Regions from separate parts of the Mus musculus genome. Here region 1 is linked to region 2. A link is a contact called in public Hi-C data. All regions are on one chromosome and are shown on one strand. The core of a region is the stretch at or near the end of the contact, and the rest is flanking DNA. Distances in the headings are between cores, read along the strand shown.

Region 1 (2,700 bases), core at 24-2,523, 50 kb before region 2:
TCTCTCCGCTGGCAGCTACTCTGGGGTTGACAAAGATAATCCTAAAGTTCTCTCAAAGTTCAGTGACTTTATTTTTAGGAAGTGACCCATGGCCTGAAGCCCCGCCTCCTTTGCTTTTCATCTAAAAGCATAGCCCTTAGTTATATTTAAAGCCTGCCCCAGCCCACACAGCTCACTGTGACTCCCTGCCCCGTGCCTTTCTCTCCAAACAAGTTGCAGCATGTCTGCCACATATGTCCTGGGTGGAAATGTGAGCTGAGCTGTGTCTTCGATGATCTAAGGCAGCAGGTGAGAAGTTGCCCCCTGTGTGGCTTCAGGGCTCTGCCCAGCTGCCCTTTGAAGTTATTCAACACGAAGGAATATCAGAACACGAGAATCGTACGGTGAGTTCACAAGTTGACGACTGAGCTAACTTCTCCTGTACCAAACCCAAATAAATAATGTGATTTCCTTGTAAACAGCTCTGAGTCAGCATACTCCTCAATCCCTAAAGAGAAAAAGACTAGCATCATAACCTCCCAATGACTGACGTAGCCAGTCATAATGAATTCCACATAACTGAATCTTCTAGAAAGATGAATTTCACATTTCAACAAGCACCGAGTCGACTTTATAGAGTTTTCATCGATGTGGAAACCCACTCGAAATACATGAGATTGTGTCCGTGTGTATCACACAGTGTCAGTAGTAGGTCTGCTGGCCTCATCCCCACCTCTCTCTCTGAATCAGACTGGCACATCTCACAGCCTTTCTTGACGTTGAATACCCAACCACACGATTTGCCGTGCAAAGCGACAATTTCACCAAGTAGGTGGCTGAGTAAGTTGCCAGGAATGCAAGTACCCAAGGCCACATGCAGGATCAGAGGTCTCCAAAGCAGAGTTGCTCAGGGCCTCATTCTGGGGTTTGAGGCCTTCGTGTCACTCAGCCTCCCAGTGCTGTGAGCTCTACCCTGAGCTTAGCAGGAACGGAGATTCCATAGGATTTACTCTAACATGGGTAGTTAGCTAACATGGGTAGTTAGCTAACATGGGTAGTTATTTAACATGGGTAGTTAGCTGGGATGAATTTGTCTCTTCTGATGCTACCAATAACTGTCAGGCCAATGAGCTCCAGGGGTCTGGCTTCTGGGTCATCCCCACTCCATTCCCAGAACTGAAATTACAGACCTGGGCCACTGTGCCCAGCTTCTCCACGGATGCTGGGAATCCAAACTTAGCTCCTCATGCTTGCCCAGCAAGGCACTTTACTGATGAGCCATCTCTGCCATCCTGGCAGATGCATTTAGAGAGTGCCTTGGCAGCATGTTTCAGGGATTTCATACCCTCATTTCTAGGCATGTGCCCTAACAATGTAAAAGAAAAATTACTGTGCCCAGACATATGTTCTGCTATCCTCAGCAGGGTTATTCACACCAACAAAAAACTTCACAGGAATCATAAAAGGTTGACCAAATAGGGTTAGTGTAGAGCCACTGAAAATCAAAACTATAAAATGATACACGTTTCTAGAGTGTTCAGAGATTCTAGCATGAGTTAGAATGGTGAAATTTCGCTACTGACTCAGCCACTTCTCAAATACCTCAGAGTTAAACTCATTGCCCAGAGGGACTCTCTGAGTCCTCCCTCACTCAACGAGCATGCTTTGTACAGATGAGCACTTCTAAAACACCACGGCTCTAAAATCCCAAACTGTTAAAGTACCAACATGATAGATACCATAAGGAGAACAGTACATCTGATGCCATATGCTAGCTCAAACCGGAGATACATGAAAAATATCATACAGTACAACTTCCAGGCAATGTATGTAATATATACATCAGGCTTAAGTAAATTCCAACCCAGAAGATACTTCATTCTGTATATGCAGATATAACAAAATCCAGGAGAGAAAAATCCAAATGCAAGCATTTTTGGATCAGGATTGTTTATCCTGAACGTCAACTAGCCAAAAGCCTTCTTTGGGGTCCACTTTTGTGACAAAGGGATGAGTGTCAGTTAGTGACAGGAGCTGAGCTTCAGGCACAGGTGCCTGATTCTAGTAAGGTACAGTGCCAACCTGAAACCCATTCAACTGTACTGTCCAGAAATGTCACCTGCTCTCACGGAGGGCGGGAGTTCTCAATGTGCGAGCTCTGGGGACTGCCGGGTTTGTGAGAATTCTTTGATCAATGAAACAAAGATTAAACCCATCTAAGGTTTTTACTGTTCACATTAGCAGAATAAATTCACTTTGTGCTTTCATGGTAGTAAAATGCCAGGAGGTAGCTGGTAAATGCACATACCTGGCAAATTTGAAGTTCAGCTATGATGTGCACAGAAATCATTTTAGATGATGTCTAATGAAAAGGCAACATGTTTTAATAATCTTTAAGTTTGTTCTAATGTCATACGATCTGCATTCATTGTCTGAACATTGAGCCCCTCTTAAATTCTAGCTTTGAGCCACAAACTTTGGGTAAAAAAGATGAAGGATTATTTTGCAGAAAATCAGAGACTAAGATGTAATTTTTTAAATCAGTACATGGATCTGGAAACTAAGTGATTAAGAGTGCTTGCGGCTCTTGCAGAGGACCCTCACAGAGGCAGCTCACAATTGTCTGCCATTCCAGTTCAGGGGATCCAAGGCCCTCTTCTGGCTTCCACAGGAACCAGCACACACATGACATAACAAAACCCACATATATGAGAGGCCCTT
Region 2 (2,700 bases), core at 150-2,649:
GCGTATGTCCAAATTAAGTCGCCCCCATCCTAACTTGTGATTAATGGGGTTAAAGCCGTTCAGTGGGGATACTTACCAGCACCGAATAACAAACTTTAATTCCTACTGCTGTTCACGTGGAGTCTCACCCCCAGCCCCTTACCAATTTAGGACCCACAGGTGCCAGGAAACCCAAGTATACAATTTCTGGGATGCTCAAGGAGAGCTGGGTCTTTAGAGCCAGCTTTCACTCACAATCCCTTTTTCATTAGGTAAACCAAAATAAAAAACCGAGTTGCAAGAAGTTTAATTGATGCCTTGGGATTAAGCTGTAGTGACTTCATGTTTACGCCCATAGTCTAGGAGCAGAAGGGTTTGCGCACAGGAGGTTACGCCCCGGGGAAGAAATAAATGCCTTTTGTGTTTCCCCCGCAGCTGGGTAACAATGCACTGAGAGTTAAACACCAGTAAAAAGTGAGCGGGCTTCCCCCGTGCCCACCCCTTCCCGCAGCGCCTCCGGCGGGGAGGAGACGGTTCCCGGGCCTCGGCGGGTCCCGGCGCGCGAGGCAGGCAGAGCGTGGGCTTACCCCTGCAGCTGCTGCTTCTGCTGAACCTGCAGTCTGGAGCCCCCGGCGCTCTGAGCGTCCTGCTGCACTTGGGAGCGCACGACTTGCCTGCCATGTTTGGCGAAGCGAGTGACCGCGGTCTGAGCACCCGCCTTAGAGTGGAGCTGCCGGCTGGGCCCCCCCGGACGCGCGGGCTCGGGTGGCAGCGGAGATCGGAGCCCCGGCAGGGCCGCGCCGCCGGGCTGGCTGGTGCGCCGGGTCCGCTCGGCTGGGGGCCCAGCCAAGGCGCGGCTGGAGGCGGCTGTTGAGCTCCGGCTGTACCTGGCGTCCAGTGCGACGTTGAAGGTCCGCGGGGGCCCAGCCAGAGGCAAGGCTCCGGCCGGCAGTCCCGGGCCCGGGCGCACCACGTACGTGATCCTCCGCACCCGGCCGTGCGCAGACCACGCTAGCAGCCCTGCCCAGAGCAGGAGACCCCACCTGAGCCAGGCTCCCGCCATCGCGGGCAGTCTCCGGCCGCGCGGCTCGTCCTGCCCCGGCGCGCTCCCTCGGTATCCCCAAGGACTCTGCGGAGAGCCCGTGCGCCGCGGGGTGGAGACCAACTGGGTGGCCGCAGGGGAGGGAGCTTTGCGGGCGGCTGAGCGGCAGCGGACCCCAGCCGGGAGTGGAGGCGAGCAGGGGGCGGGAGTTGGGGTGGAGAGGAGGGGAGGGGCGCGAGCTGCTCAAGGTGAGGGTCCCCTGGCTCAGACGAGGTGTCGCCGGGTGCGGCTGGGGTGCTACGGGCGCCAACCCCGCGAGGGTGAGCAAGGACGACCGTGAGCGCTGGACGCTCAGAGGCAGCCCCGGCTGCAAAGTCTTTTAAAAGTTTCTTCTCCCCGGTGGAGCCCTGTGTCAGATCTGAACAGCCAATCTGCAGCAGACGTGACGTCAGGCAGCAAATCCTAATTGGGGAAAGCTCGAGATGAGCCGGAGAATGAGCCGCCACCCTCCGCATCCAGATATTGGGGCTATGGGTCGGGTGGACAGGGATTCCCGCTCCCCAGCGCCAGGAAAAGACAAAGGGCTCAGCAAGGTGAGGGAACGGCCCTTTCCTTCTAGCAGCCGGAAAGGATTCGAGTAATACAGTTTGGAAGCGCAGGCACTTTTACTCGAGTTTGCTCGGATACTGTCTGCAGAAGTTGGATTAAAACACTAGGTCCGGTCCCAGAAAAGGCTATCCGAGGTAGCGTGAGCTGTCCATTGGAAAGTGATTAGCTCTATTAGTCTGAAGGAAGGTTTTCTTTAGGACTGCAACCTCCGGAAGACTTTGTGGTACCCTGCTCCTGACATTGGAGGGTCAAGAATGCGGGATGGGCAGCAGGGGGCGCCCGTGTAGATGAAGAAAATCGCAGAGGCTGCCCTGCCGGTGGTCCTTGCAGTGGAGTGGAATGGAGCATTTAGGAATTTCTCTCTCTCTCTCTCTCTCTCTCTCTCTCTCTCTCTCTCTCTCTCTCTCTCTCGTGCAAAACAGAGTTTGAAGAAAACCAGGAAATGACGTCTTTACTGCTAACATCTGAATTAAGACAATGTCAACAGAATGAATGCTGTTTTTACATGACTGCAATCAAAAGTCCATGATAATAACTGTATATTTTTTAAAACAATTTTTTAAAGGCCCGGGACTGGAGCAATAATTCAGTGGTTAAGTGCACTGGCTGCTCTTTCAGGGGACCTGGATTAGATTCCCAACCATCCAAAATTCCAGTTCCAGGAGGTTTGATGCTCTCTTCTGACATTCAGGCGCCCATACACATATTCAGACAAAGCAGTGACACACATAAAATAAATAAATATTTTTAAGTGAATTAAAAAGGGTCTTTTCCCAGGCTTGGGTTTTCTCACATATTAGTAATTTTGATTGTTCTTTGTTTGAGGGTTTTCCCTGCATCCGCTTAGGACAACTGATAGCAAGTGAGAATAATTTCAGAAATACTGATAGTGGGAAAAATCATTCCAAGCTGAGGACTAATCTAGTCACCTACTTTTCTCTGCACATTACAGAAATACTGGTGAGCGTTTGCTCTGAGGGAAGTGGGCCTGGAGGCCAGCAGCCTGAACACAGGCTTCCAGAAGGAGCACTGTCTGAGAGAGTCACTACCATCAAAGAAATAGCTCTGGT

What was found. A called contact is a pair of places that touch in the nucleus more often than the background predicts.
Region 1: a contact with region 2 is called in a Hi-C map of muscle stem cells, with 3 times the contacts expected there. The contact joins the enhancer-like site here to the promoter of Ltbp1 in region 2. A contact is called at or near these places in 1 of 39 promoter capture datasets (maxillary cranial neural crest), 1 of 15 datasets of contacts at CTCF or cohesin (the NIH/3T3 cell line), 6 of 484 Hi-C or Micro-C datasets (cardiomyocytes, embryonic fibroblasts, muscle stem cells and 2 more), 7 of 115 datasets of contacts at active chromatin or transcription factors (cardiomyocytes, embryonic fibroblasts, embryonic limb bud and 2 more) and 2 of 9 other capture datasets (adipose tissue and liver).

What each region holds. Positions count from the first base shown.
Region 1 is chr17:75,054,339-75,057,038 of GRCm38.p6, reverse strand. The region is part of intron 2 of Ltbp1 (latent transforming growth factor beta binding protein 1); the gene reads right to left. Among named protein-coding and RNA genes, the nearest start is that of Ltbp1, 50 kb to the right of the region's middle. Within about 2 kb of position 1,273, at least 45 of the 459 cell types and tissues checked have an H3K27ac peak or open chromatin away from gene starts, as enhancers often do. A contact at or near this core is called in the NIH/3T3 cell line, adipose tissue, embryonic fibroblasts and 2 more, where this site is marked.
Region 2 is chr17:75,004,228-75,006,927 of GRCm38.p6, reverse strand. Ltbp1 (latent transforming growth factor beta binding protein 1) reads right to left here and starts at 1,399. Exons shown (of 34, transcript NM_019919.4): 1 at 567-1,399. The coding sequence starts at 1,042.